Regions from separate parts of the Gossypium hirsutum genome. Here region 1 is linked to region 2. Evidence: chromatin contacts called from public Hi-C data. All regions are on one chromosome and are shown on one strand. The core of a region is the stretch at or near the end of the contact, and the rest is flanking DNA. Distances in the headings are between cores, read along the strand shown. Region 1 has its middle 16 kb from the start of LOC121219631. Region 2 holds the start of LOC107956748.

What was found. Hi-C and Micro-C count contacts between places; a contact is called where the count stands out from the background.
Region 1: a Hi-C map of leaf shows a contact between it and region 2, with 1.9 times the contacts expected there. The contact joins the enhancer-like site here to the promoter of LOC107956748 in region 2. A contact is called at or near these places in 2 of 34 Hi-C or Micro-C datasets (leaf and petal).

Annotation. Positions count from the first base shown.
Region 1 is chrD07:37,131,516-37,136,000 of Gossypium_hirsutum_v2.1, reverse strand. No RefSeq gene overlaps it. Among protein-coding and RNA genes, the nearest start is that of LOC121219631, 16 kb to the right of the region's middle. Within about 2 kb of position 2,165, at least 1 of the 9 cell types and tissues checked has an H3K27ac peak or open chromatin away from gene starts, as enhancers often do.
Region 2 is chrD07:37,003,181-37,007,623 of Gossypium_hirsutum_v2.1, reverse strand. It overlaps LOC107956748, which reads right to left and starts at 2,222. Exons shown (of 1, transcript XM_016892288.2): 1 at 1,508-2,222. The coding sequence starts at 2,105. The coding sequence ends at 1,689. LOC107954704 (cytochrome b-c1 complex subunit Rieske-4, mitochondrial) reads left to right here and starts at 2,709. Exons shown (of 3, transcript XM_016890340.2): 1 at 2,709-3,099; 2 at 3,558-3,702.

The DNA.
Region 1 (4,485 bases), core at 916-3,415, 130 kb before region 2:
TCGGGTCGTCCCTTAAACAATGTCGTTTTGGGTGCCTGGAAGTCAAACCCAAAACGGTGTCGTATTAGACACTTATACAAGTAAAAAAAATAGAGAATAAAAAATCATTTGAGTTTAGTTTTTGTAAAAAAAAAAATTCTTTCTTCCCTTTGTCTTTGAAATGTCCCCTCCGTCCAGCCCTAGTGCAGTTGGTCTCTGCCACGGCCATCGGTCATCGGCGGCGAAGGCCGCCGCCTCCGGTGGCCGGAGTACCAAAATTTTTTTTCCTTTTGGACCCTTTGACGTATAGACCGCGGATCTAGGGTAAAAAAAACCCCTAAAATGCCGTCCAAAAAAGAAAAAAAATAAACCTTTTAGTTTCAATCTTTTTCGACAAGGCCCTCGTTGAATCCCACTGGATTCGAAGACCTTTCAAATCGGCGAAGACCACCGTGGTGATAGTGACCGATAAATAGGTAAAAACCTTTTCTTTTTTTGTTTTTGTTTTTTTTGTTTTTTCTTTTTATGTTTGCTTCGAATAAAAAGAACAAAAAAATTATTTTTTAGAACTCTATTCTTTTTTGAATTCGATTTCTCAGTGTAAAAAATCACATAGGATTTTTGTTTGGCTTTTATAGCCAAATCAAAATACAAATATATTGTCTTTTTTTCTTTGTTTTTGTTTTTTTTCCTTTTTGCTTGTTCACTATTTTTGTTTTCCTGTCTTTTGCTTTTTTGTCTTCTTGCTCTTTTACAAGTGGTGGTGGTAGAGGGCGAAGTCAACGGCGGTAGTGGCAGAGGAAGTGTCAAATGGCACGCCTGCCGACGTGACGAGACCACGGTGCGAGAGGGATTAGGATTTTTAAAAATTTTTAAGTTTTGGGCTTTTGAGTTTTTTTGTATTCGGGCTTGGGTGTATTGGGTTCAGTTAGCAGGTTTGGGTTGGGGTTTGTGTTCTTGTAAATAGACTTAGTATTAATGGACTTTTTATTTTATTTATTTATTTTTTGGTTTTTGTTTGGGCTAGATGAAATTGAGCTTCTACATATATTACCCATAAAACTTTTATTTTTATCATTTTAATCAAAATAATTCTAATATTTATATGAAATTTTAATAGGTATATTTGTTATATAATTTTTTATCCGAAAAATTTAATTTATTGTAAAATTTTTATCCATTAGTAGTTTGTTTTCTTCCCAGGTTTAGCTGGAGTCTCTGTTTACCGTATATAATATTTATAATTAACTTTACATAAAAATATGTTTTAGCTAAACAGTAATTCGACTCACTTCATGGTATATATTTTAACTACAAAAGAAATAATATTTTAGGAACTGTATTTTATTCTATATAATAAGATATATTTTTTACACTACTTTCTAAATCTATTTCATATTATTGTCCACAATCTCTTCATCTATTACCAATACTGTGGTATGAAAATTTGAATTTAACTTTAGTAATTTCATTTTGATCATTAATATTATATTATTATATATATAAAAATTATGTAATAAATATATTTATTAAAAAATTATATAATAAATAAAGTTTTGATTGAGATGATTAAATTAAAGATTTTAAATTTATATGTTTTTTTTTCAAAATTTATGTAATTATTCATTTATTTATAAAAATATAATAAATAATTTTACAAAATGAATTATTTTAATTATTTATTAATTACTTGTCGTGTACTAATTTAGTTAGATATTCAAGAATTAAAACAGAGAACAACTTTTTTTTCGCCTAACAAAAGGGTATTTATTTATTTTATTTTAAAATCTACAAAACTCAACTAACCCATAAATAAAGCCGAAAAAACAACATGCAATCGGAAGAACTAAAGTAAAAAAAACCCTTCAAACATGAGAAAAATAATAAAAGAAAAATGGAAATACTAGTAACTTAAAGATGCCAACTGAAAACATTTTAGAACCATGGGTAGAGCTTCTAAAGAAGCTTGGATTGGAGAAAAGGAAACAATGGATCACTAACTTCAGCAGCAGCAGCAGCAGCAGCAAGCCATAGAGTTATTTTCCAACTATAATCATCTCGGATGAAATCTTCTTGTTGTCGACAACCTTGTAAGTATCGTCGAAATCATCCTCATCTTCTGGCACATCAGCACATGATCGTTGGCTTTCGTCGGGGTTGTCGAGGTTGCAGCCATCGCCATTTAACCAAGAAGGATCCGAGGATTAGTGTTATGAAGATGAAAATAATCATTCTTCTAGGTACGGCCATTAGGTTGTTTTGCTTTTATTGGTTGTTTTAAATGTAGGACAAAAGATGATTAGTTGATTTTTCTGATATTGCAGTGATGGTAAAGTGGTGAATCCAAACTGTGTTCGGCAATGGAGATTTAAAGAAAGCTTTGAGCTACCATAAGGAGTAGTTACTAATTTATAAGTCTATGGCCTTCAGCAGTTGGCAGTTGCTACAATTGAGTTGAGCTAGTCTTATGGTAGACTTGCCAAATTTTAAGCAAAATATCATTTCAAACAAAAACAGAAATATTTTCTTATTATAAAAATATCTAAATAATAAAATAAAAATATTATTAACAGTCATCTTATGGTCGAGTCCAAAAAATCCTCACAAATCATGCAACCTGCTAACAAAGTGTTTTACTTTATTTATATAATTATCTAATAATTAAAAAATTCAAAGTTTTAGTATTTAAAATTAGTTTTTCACAACCAAAATTACAATCTTAATCATAAAACAAACAAACAACTAATTAAGTACAGAATTTGAAACTGAGTTGGAAGATTGGCTGATAAATTACTTCGGGCAAATTACACATAAAAGTCCTATTTTTTAAAATTTATCAAAATGGACCCAGTATTTTATTATTTACCAGAATGAGCCATTTTCTCCGAAATCGTGTCCACGTCAGCACGATGTCAGGGAATGTGTCAGCAAATCGTGTCCACGTCAGCGCGATTACTTACGTGGCAACAAATCACGTCCACGTAAGCGCGATTTGCTGACGTGGAAGCAATAATTCATGAACAGTTTATGTTTTTTAGCTTGGAAAACTTTGAAAGGCCATAACTTTTGGCTTGATTGTCCGATTGAGACGATTTTTTTGTGATTTCGAATAACTTTTCGAGATCTACGCGCTGACAAACAGCCGAAGGCGGTTTGCCGCAGTTTTCGTCGAAAAAAATCCTTTTTTGCCTCTAAATTTTGATTTTTTCGGTTTAAAATTGAATTTTGAAACATTCAAATCATTATTTTCCTTATTTATTTGAAGTAAACACCGGAATTTTTTACAGAATTGTTGTATTATTTTTTCTGATTTGACACGTGTATGGAATAGGTCCGATAAATCATTAGAACATAAGTAATATAATTAAGATAACAACGTTTTTATAATATATCAATTAATTAGTTTAGTTTAGTTGGTTTAGATGCTTGCTCTTTTCCCTTAGTACCTTGGTTTGAATCTTCTTGCCAATAAATTTGAATCTTTTTTGTACTTGTTGCATTTATTTATTTTTAATCAATTAACTTTTCAATATTACATTAATATATATTACTAGTACAATAGTATAGACGGATTGACAATTTGAGCTACAATATTATGAATATTAACTACAATACATAATTTGAGCTACAATATTATGAATATTAACTACAATACATAATTTGAGCTACATATTACAGTAATACATTAATATGTATTATTAGGGGCAAAATACCAAAAAAAGGGATAAAGTACACATAAAAAGGGGGGATTTATACCTTTTTTTTTGGACCGTTGGGTACTGTTCACGCATGGGCCGAAATCACATCCACGTCAGCGTGAGTTGCTGACGCGGACGCGATTTCACGGAAAATAGACCATTCCGGTAAATAATTAAATAATTAGCCCATTTCGATAATTTTTTTTAAAAAAAAAACTTTTATTGATAAATTGCCCTCATATTTTAGGTTTTTTTTAACACAATTTTTATTATTTAAAAAATGGTTCACATTTTTATTTGTGCAAGGTAAAAGCACCACATCTATCATCATGACACGTGGTGATACTTTTTGTATACTAAAATATTTTTTAGAGATTAAAAAAATAATAAATGTAGGTTGAATTTGCCACGTAAGAGGAGGAGTTCAACATGAAGGTAACATGTGTTCCAACAGGGGGTTTTAAATTTAATGTTCTATAAAATAAAATAAAATAAAAAATCAAAATAGTGAGTTTAGCCGGAAATCAACATAAGATTATAAGTAAACAAAACTCAATTCTATTTGAAAAAAATTAAAAAATTTAAATTTCGATTTAAAAAGAATTGAGTTATTCGAATAAATTTGAATTATTTTTTGAATTTCAAGTTTGAATTGGGTTTAATTTTCGAATTTAAATAACTCGAATAAATCGAGTAACAAATTATAATATTTTATATTTTTACCTCATATCTCTAAACTTTTTTACTTTTTCCCTAATACTTTTACTTCTTTTCACTTTTTCTCAAAACTTTTACTTCCCTCCCATCC
Region 2 (4,443 bases), core at 973-3,472:
GTGCTAACTCTTTCGTTGAGGTGGCATGGGAGCCAATAAGGTGAAGACAAATGACAATTTTTTGACTAGAAATTTAAGGACCTCTCAACAATTAATCCAAATTTTATTTACCAAAACTAAATTCAAAAAATAAAATTTATTTAACTAAAGAAAGTCACATTTTTAACTTCATGAATTTATATTTTTAATTTATTTAACAAAGGGTCAAAATAAAAATAAAATATATCTTTTTTATCTTCATTTAAAATCCAGATGTTTTACCTTCATTGATTTTTTTTTCCTTTTCATTTTCCTTCCTTTCACAAAAGAACCTAAGATAAATAATGGCATAAGTGCCATTTGCTTTTTATAAATAATGTCAATAAACACATATTAATATTTTCTAAACGAATTTTTGCATGTATTACTAATTTTTTACACAATTTAACCCAAAACAATTAAAATTTTAATCTTACTATTCAATGATTTAAAATTTTTTATATAAATATTTTTGCACAAAAACTTGGTGTTTATACCACTAATTAGTTACTCTTTTTAGTTATGACAGTGTTGAAAACAATTTTTTATCCATTTTTTAATTCACGCGATTTTTTTAGGTTTCCATTTCAATACTGTTATTCAATTTTGAAATATATGTTTTATATATTTTTTTACTTATTTAGGATTTACAAAATCGACTTTTTATCTTATTGTGTAGTAATTTCGTACTTAAATTATTGGTGAAATCTTAAATTAATTAATACAAATTTTAAACCAATCTAATATATATTTTATATTACAATATCCTTAGGTTTTAGATGTGTTCATACTATAAAAATTTGACATATGGCAAGGAAAGAAAGAAAATATATGTAGAGGAAAATTTCCAACATAAACCCCTCCACATTTTTAAATAATTTTCAATGGTATTCTGCAAGTTATATTTTCATAATAAGTCTTTCCAATTTACTTATATTTAAAATTTCAACTTACAATTTTACATAATAAACCATTATAAATGTTAAAATTGTTTAAACAAATCTTTTTATGTTAATCACTTTTTTTACAAATTAAATACACTATTAAGATAAAATTTCACTAATTAATAATTAATATTAAATTAGAAACTATATATTAAAATAGAATTTCACATAATTTACTATTTTACTATTTATATTTTAAAAATTATTTCAAAAAAATTATTTACTTAAACTCAGTTTAATAACAATCATAATCTTATTAAAATTAAACTTATATATTATTATATTTTAATTTCGTGATCAAATTTAACAATTTTTATGAAAAATTTTAAAAAATAATTTAATTTAATTAATACATACAATTAATCCATGCTGGATAAAAGAAACTAATTATGTAATATAATTTAGTTAATATATTTTTTTTACATTATTCATGTTTGGGGTTTGTAATTGTTTGTACAAATTTTAAACATTTTATCTCCGAATACAATAAACAAATTTTTGCATTTAAACATCCAACCTTAAATTAATCGGCAATAAACCAAAAATCTCAAAACTACAAACAATTTTGCATTTAAACGATGACGAAGCATAACACTGCTTTAACAAAATTTGCAAAGCTGAAAAAGATGGATGCAGATTCAAACTCAAAATCTCTAATTATTAAAGAAAGCAAAACAAAATATGAGTTGTTGCAAGACGTGAGGATTTAGACGTTTTTGAAGAGATTCAAGCAGCAATTAGTTTGGTGGATTCATGCTCAACTGCAATCTTCAATAGGCTGCCTTCTTCCAACACCATTTGAACAGGCAAAAAACCCATCCCATTAGCCATGGCAAGCATCATCCGCTTGGTCTCCAACTTGAACTCCTCTAAATCCACCGTCCCATTGGAGTCGTGATCGAACTGCTCGAACAGTGATTCGTAAACGTGAGCGAGTTCCTTTGGGTCCGTTTTAATGTCGATGCCGAAGTGAGTTTCGAGCACCCTGAGACTCTGCAAATCCTTGGACAACTCCGTGTAAGACAGTAGCCCATCATGGTTGGTGTCCAGGTGAGCAAATCGCTCTCGTATTGAGATGTTGAATGCTTCTTCATCTTCAACGAAGTTAACAATGGTGGCACAGTCTAACACTTCCACACTCATCCTTTCAATCTCTTTAATTGGATTACCAATATCAGAATTGGCAACTTTGAACAATACAAGAAATGTTTATGAAATTATTGATTAGGAAAGTTGGATGTTAAGCATTATTTATAGTTGACACTTGACACCCATTGGCCATCCAGTTATTGTTCCTCAGATTTTAGTCAAAATATGCTGGCTAATATCAAATAGTAGTTTCCACTTTCCGGCCAGTCGATTTTCTTTGCCACGGTTTCATTTTTCTGTTGCATCTAGCATTACTTATATGAGTATGTGAAGAAAATTATAAATATTGAAATTTGAATCTTATATTTCTTAAATATTATTTTTTAACTATAATTGTCTAGAATTTAATTTTTTTTAACATTAATCAAAATTTCACTTTCTATCAAGGAAATAAATCAAGGGATCCAAAGAATGATTTGTTTATTGAGTTTTAATTTAAGTTTGTGGGCAAGTAAGGGTTTTGTACAAGAGAAAAGAATTGGTGTCGTCTTTCGGTTTCTTAAAGCTAAATCATCCAATGGGCTCACTTAGTGTAGAATCAAGAAAAGCAAGGAATATTCGTTATAAGGAGAGAAATGAAATTCCACGCTTCAGCTTTCCCTTTACGCATCCTTTATGTTACACTTACAACATGTTTGGTTGGGGAATAGGAATGCATTTCCCCCCAATTCGGTGGGCCCATCACCAAACGTTAGTTTGGTTGGCTGTAATGGCATTACAGCCTGAATCCATTCCAGCTCTATTACGGAAAATGTTGAATAGGCATTCCCTTCCTTCACCACTGAATAGCCATTCCATTCCACGGGAGTAATTTTTTTTCCCATTTTTATTTTTTGCCCTCAGCTTCATCTTCTCCTTTCCTTTCCATCTCTGCGTTTCCCTTTTTTCCTTCTTATTTCCCTTCATATTATTTCCCTTTTTTCCTTCTTATTTCCCCATCTGCTGCTATTGTTTCTGTTCGCCTTCAGCATTCGGCTTGGTTTCTCAAGTAAGCATTTTTTTATTCTTTTTATTCATCTTTACTGTTTCTGTTCGCCTTCAGCATTCGGCTTGGTCTTCAGCATTCTGCACGGCGGCTGCTGCTACTATTTCTGTTAGACCTTTTATTTTCTAGGGTTTCTGTGACTTAAAATGAAATAGCTGTCTCGTATTTTTCATTATTTTACTTTTCTGTTACTCACGTTTGGGTACTTAGAAACTGGAGAAAAAGATGACAAACTTTTTTTTGGGTGTTCTTTTCGCTTAAGTAAATGCAATTTTTGAGTTAGAGTTTTTATTTCTGGAAATGTTAGGCAGTCCCCTTCTCTTCATTTTATCAGGAACCAAAAAAAGTTTTAATTTTGCTATATACATGGGGTAGGGTTCTCCCTTTTTTCCCTTAAGGGTTAATTTTTTTCACTATTTTTTAATCTATTTTCCTTTGTGTTTGAATTGTTATATATTTAGGGGAACTTTTCCGGTGGAGCAAGGGGATATTCACAAACGTTGGAAATTGGTCAGTACGAGATTGAAGGATTTTCATAAGTGTATTGTGCTTCCCATTGGCAGCCTATCCATTGGACTTTGCAGGCATCGTGCAATCCTCTTTAAGGTGCCAAAACATAGCCTTTTTTTGTTGGTCTAGCTTATCATCTAAAATATTTATCATCTCAAATATTCATTGTTTTGTTTTTGGCAACGACTAAAACTTTGAAAAGGAAGTTCAAAGTTCAATTGGCCTAGAAGTAACTGCTAGTAAATGCTAGGATGTAGAATAGTAAGGCAGATTGTGCTGGGGTAGAAGTTTGGGAACTTTTTGAGTGATCCTTGTTTGAGAAGGGTTCTTCATATATGATCTTATTTACCCTATATGTTTGTTTCTCTTATTCTCTTTTCTTTGGTCTGAAATTCTTCTGGAATGAAAAGCATTTTCTTTGTGGGTGTATATATATTGTATGTATTTTTGAAGGTCTGGATTGGATAAGTTTTCTTTTATTTTGACTGTAAGTGAGTGTTTCAAAATTTGTGTTATTGGAAATGACTCTCTTGTATAAGTTTCCGTTTCTCTTAATTCTCTTTTCTTTGGTGAGTGGATGTTATTACAACAGTTTTGTCTTATAGTTTAAAGCGAGAGACATGGAGGAAAATGCTTTACTATTAAGTTGTGGAATTATAATGCTTTACTATTAGACTGAAATGCTTTACTATTAAGTTGTGCAATTTTGCCGGGCTTCATTGCCCCGCATCTTGGTGTCCCCAAGAAAAATGAATTTCCTAGTGGTTATCATCACCAAGTTGTGTAAATTGTCTAGTCATTTAAGCAGGCTTGAAGCACAAAAGATACAAAGTAAAA